Linked DNA regions of Gossypium hirsutum: region 1 is linked to region 2. Evidence: chromatin contacts called from public Hi-C data. All regions are on one chromosome and are shown on one strand. Each heading gives the region's core, a stretch centred on a gene start, on an enhancer-like site or on the middle of the called end of the contact. The rest is flanking DNA. Distances are from core to core; before and after follow the strand shown.

The links. Hi-C and Micro-C count contacts between places; a contact is called where the count stands out from the background.
Region 1: a Hi-C map of leaf shows a contact between it and region 2, with 2.7 times the contacts expected there. The contact joins the enhancer-like site here to the promoter of LOC107949704 in region 2. A contact is called at or near these places in 5 of 34 Hi-C or Micro-C datasets (callus, fibers, leaf and 1 more).

Annotation. Positions count from the first base shown.
Region 1 is chrD03:41,591,942-41,594,641 of Gossypium_hirsutum_v2.1, reverse strand. No RefSeq gene overlaps it. Among protein-coding and RNA genes, the nearest start is that of LOC107949896, 9.5 kb to the left of the region's middle. Within about 2 kb of position 1,326, at least 4 of the 9 cell types and tissues checked have an H3K27ac peak or open chromatin away from gene starts, as enhancers often do. A contact at or near this core is called in leaf, where this site is marked.
Region 2 is chrD03:41,541,456-41,544,155 of Gossypium_hirsutum_v2.1, reverse strand. It overlaps LOC107949704, which reads left to right and starts at 1,378. Exons shown (of 1, transcript XM_016884443.2): 1 at 1,378-2,564. The coding sequence starts at 1,503. The coding sequence ends at 2,360.

The DNA of each region.
Region 1 (2,700 bases), core at 77-2,576, 51 kb before region 2:
AAAAAATAACACTTCAAATTTTTTTTTAAAAAAGAACGGATTCAAGTTAATGACAAACAAGGTAAACAAGTTAAGGAAAAGGAAACAAATTCAACTTATTGAAAGTGAGATGAAATTCTTAGGGGTTGAATTTAAATTTACATATTTCATACATCTAAAATTTATGTAATTATTCGTGTAATAGATGTTAGACAATTGTGTGTGTTTAAGCTCTTAGAACTTCCACTCTGTTCATGATAATATTTAAATATAAATATGTAATTAACAAGTGTTGAGTATACTAATAAGATATATTACAATTTAAAAAGAGAATAAGATATATTACAATTTAAAAAGAGAATATGTGTTCAAAGTTTAGAGATAATTTTATTGAGAGGGGCAGTCACGAACCCCAAATGTAAACTGTAAAATAAACATTGAAGAGACCAAAAAATAAAAATAAATTTGACTTGCATCATGATATATAATCTATTTCATCTATCTTATATTATATTTAAATTGTTAACTGTTTTAATGTCATCTATCAATCGGGTCCAATTCAATTATCAATTAACAAAAACCCTTTATTTTATGAAATAATAAACATTATTATGAGAGTAAATTTATCATTTTAAATCATGTGAAATCTAGAAAGATACAAATTTGAACACAAAACATTCATTTTCAATATTTTAACTTCACCAATTCAATCAAAACCTTTTAGTTATATATGAATTTTTAATAAAAATATTTGTTAAATAAAATGCATCATGATATATAATTTTAATTAAAAATTAGAGATATCTTCAAAAGGGTTCATGCAAATTTTAGCCCTTGAACTTGATAACTAGATCTACTTTGATACTTGTATTTTTTTGTCCACTTTGATACTTGAACTTAGGTCTATTTTGATTCCTGATTTTGGAATGATGTAAAAGTTTGATGATGTGGCACTTTGATATTGTGTCATTGTTAGAGTTGTGTGACCCGAATCCCGTTTGATCTGGCTAGAAAAGTTCAAGATGCAACTCACTTGTTAAAGAAATCAAATAGAGAGGCAAAATTGGGGATCTGTGGATGCGAAGGTCTGAGGGTTAAAAATTTATGGGCCTTGCCGCACAAGTTGAATCTATATAGGACTATATTTCTTTTATTATACATTGATTAAAAAAGGATTTTTTTAGTTAATTACAATAACAAGACAAAACTCAAGCAACAAACACAACTAGCACGACTTGAATCTAGGCCACACTTGGGGCGATAAACACCATTGATCATCAGGCCATCACATGGGGTTAAAAAGAAAAAAGAGTTGTTTAACCCTTAAAAACAGAGCATAGCCAAAAGCTTCTTGTATTGTTGTTTTTCAGCTTCAATGAATTTATCTTCCCCTACCCATGGTTTTTCCTGATAAGGGTTTTTCACGTAAAATCTACGTATTCTTATTTTTTTTCTTATTACTTTGCAATCATTCCTACTGTCATTATTGATGTATAGTATAACAACTATATCATTAGATTAACTATTTTACAGATAATGACGTGACATAATATCATAATATCACATTATCAAAATTTTATATTTTTCTAAATACAAAAATTAAAATAAACCTAATCGTTGAGCTGAAATACAAAAGTGGAGCGCATAACAAAATAGACTTAATTATATTAACCCTAATCAAAATAATTGTTTTATACCGTGTTTCTTAGGGAATGAAAACGGTGGGCGAGGTTGTTCCTTAAATCTTTTATCTTTATTCGGGATGACCCAACTAGAATAAAAATCACAACGCTGCTTGGCTCAAGATTTGCCAATTGTCCCCTTGGCAGCTCAGCCCTCCACATTCAGTTATCATTTTCTACCAACAACTCGAGTAGCTCCCTTTTCTCTTTTTTCTCCACCACCAATCCGAAGCCGTACGATTCAAAATCATCGAATGATCTTTACTTTTGGATTCGTGGGCCCCTCTAATCTATACGGCTAGGATTCTTCCATCTGTAGTGATCAAGTTTAAGCAATGGGGTCCAACATGAACCCAATTTGACTTTGCTGAATTACTGAACAAGTAATCTCTCTGCCTCCTTTTTTTTTAAAACCCTCGACAACTGTTGTAACGTGCAATAAATCTAGTGGCTCATTACGATCAGCTTGGTCTTAGTACGTAGGAATCTCCCTTTTTCTCTTTCCTGTTTGGATGGCTCATTAATTTTCACACACATCAACAGAGCTGTTGTGAAACTTACGACCCAATAATGTCGACCAAAAAGGTGGGCAACTAAGGCTAAATAAGAGGCTTTGAAGTCTAATCACATTGTTAAATCCCACATTACCAAGAAAAGAAAAACAATGTAAAAGAGCACAAACATCTTTTTGTCGTACCAAATTTGTCTACTGGGTTTAATTAATATTTTATTTAACTAAAATTTTAGTTTTAAATATACCGTAGATTTTTTATATTATTAGTTGATATATTATTTAATTATTTAACATGTATTATGTCTCACCTCCATCCCTTTAAGTATATTGTTGGGTTCAATTTTCGCTCATGAAAATAGAGTACATATTTTATGACTAGCCATTTACTTCTTCGAAAGTCACTTGTAATGAAGGGATTAGTCACTATTATTGATGATGGAAACCTTGGTTACGACCAAAAAAATATACATCTATATCTATATTTTTAATAAAAAGACTTTGTTGGTGTCATGAGTTAACTTGACA
Region 2 (2,700 bases), core at 129-2,628:
TCTTTTAATATTTGTGACTATTTCTTTTTCTTCAATTGCTTGCAATTTCAGTGTTGAAATTTTGGTTAAAAAACTGAATATTTATATGATCATTTTTTTTTTTGTTACAATTGCTTACAATTTTAGTGTATTGAATATTCTTGATCATTTATTTTTGTCACAATTGCTAATTTCAAAAGTTTAATTAAATTTTTTTGAATAATTATGACAACTTTGTGATAATTGTTACAAATAAAATAGTGACGAAAATATTTATGACAGTAGTCATGATTTTTTTTTAGAAATTATAAAAATATAGATTATTAAAATAGTGAAATTACATTTTTACTATCGTAAAAATATAAAACTTAATTTCGATCTTACCAAAAAAAATATTTTAGTTTTGTCCTTAAAGATGTTATGTTATTATTTATCAATGGTGCATAAGACTTATATATCAATTGTACATTAGATATCATCTCTTAACCGCATTAAATTTTTCATGTTTTTACAGAATTATATTTTTTAAATTTTACAAACATTAAAAAAATAAATGTCTAACAATAGAAATTAAGCCTAAAAAAGATTTATATAAATTATTGAATAAAAAAAGTGGAATCCAAAAGTATTGAAATTATCGAACTAGGGTTGGACACATGGAGGTGTATGGAGCCAATAAAGAGTAGGCATTCAGGATTTAGAGGTTGTGAATAAGAAGAAGGCAGCAGTCGTAGTCATAGACTGATCCTAACCAATTTTGAACTTGGAAAACAGAAGCAGAAATCATTTTTGTAATATGCCAAAGCTAGGAAGGTCATTCCCCAAAACAAATTAACAAAAGAAGGGTAGTATCGTAACATAACTACGTATTTTTCAAAAATCAAGTCATTTCCCCTTCTCCAATCACGGAGACAAGAGAAAATTTTAAATTAGAGAAAAGTCCTGCATTCAACCAGAATTTTTTTCTGACGTCACGTATCCCAATCAAAACCGATATCTGCGTCATAATCCGACCATCCACGTGGCGCCCATCTTCCCTACTATTTATGGAAACCCAAAAGCCCTACCGTTTAGATCTCTATCCCATTCTCATTGGCCCACGTGTTGTGTTTTTATCTCCCACGATCGACAAGCAAGCAGTTCAACGCGAACACCGAGATCGACGTGCCTCCTATTGGCGCCGGTACCAGGGACACTCCTCCCCTTCCCATTGGCTCTCCGCTGGGGTCCACTTGCGACCATTTTTCCGTACTCTCATCCCCGCCTAACTTTTCTGGATTTCGCCACGTTTCGTTTCTCGACCAATCCTTTTTCTGCGTTGTTCGTCTCACTGTTCACACACGTGTTGAACCTCACACGTGTCCCTTTCATTCTCCTTATAAATCTCAACACTCCTATTCCAAACATGGAGTGCGTCCGCATCGTAGAGTCTCTGGACACGCACGGGAAAGAGAGAGAAAAAAAAATTTATTTTAAAGAAGGCAGAGTGAAAAGAAAAGAAGAGATTTCTGGAGAGAAAAAAAATGGAAGGCAGAGGAGGGTGTTGCATAGCGAGATATGCATCTTCTGGCCATGGGGTCTATGATATGTCGAAAGTGCACCGGATAATGCTCCGGTTCCGACCGATCGCTCCGAAACCGGCAACGGGTGGATCGGTTTCGCCACAGGGAAGTATTAAGGTTTGTTCTAAGCCGGGGAGAGGAAAAAGAAGACTCTCTAAAGAAAGTAACACTGTGAGTAATACAAAGAGGTGCAACAAGAAAAGAAGGGTTTTGAACGAAGAGAAGAGGGTTACTTTGCCACTTCTCCCTGAAACCCCTGACTGCAAAGAAGAGTCTATTCTGAAGCAGCAAAAGGATGGAGTAGTCCAAAAGATGATGCCGTTTTGGTTAAGCTTCGGTGAAGCTGGTAATAAAAAGGAGGATTTTCTCGGTGGTGGTGGTGGTGGTGGTGTACGGTCAGCAGATCAGGAGGTGTTTATGGGAGGGCAGACGGTGAGAGTGGGGTCGTGCGTGACGGTGGAATGCGTGACAGAGACATGGGTGAGTGGGGATGGGCTAGGGAGTACAGACGAGGAAAAGAAGGTGAATCTCGGGAGGGACACGTGTCCGGGGTTTATATCGGATGGGTTGGGGAGGGTAACGTGGACAAACGGGGCGTATAAGGAAATGGTTGGAGGGGAAACGATGGTGTGGTTGGTGATGAAGGAAAGGATGCCGATGACGACAACGTACCCGGCGTTTACATGCAAGGTAAGGGTGCAATACACGTGCGGGAAGGAGCGGAGTTCCTTGACGCTGCCTTGCGACGTTTGGCGCATGGACGGCGGTGGATTTGCATGGAGGCTCGATATCAACGCCGCTCTTTGCTTGGGCCGGTGAAATTATAAAAAATAAATAAATCCTTCTATCGCTTCACTGAGCTTTCTATTTGCATCAACTTTCCTTTTAAATTGTAAATATTTTATGGGAGCTTGCCTGTTTTTATTTTCTTTCGTTCTTTGTTTCCGACTGGATCTGGAGTGTTTGGTTTTGAGATGCAAAAAGCATTTGAAAAGGAACTCAAAGTAGTCAGATTTTGATGTATTTATTATTATTGTAGATGGTTTTATGGCACTTCTTCAGTTCTCATGTGCTTAACTCACTGTATGTTTGCAGTTTGCATAGACAGATGGAGCTTAGGGTTGGCCTTTTCCCACTTTTCAATACATTCGATGCATTT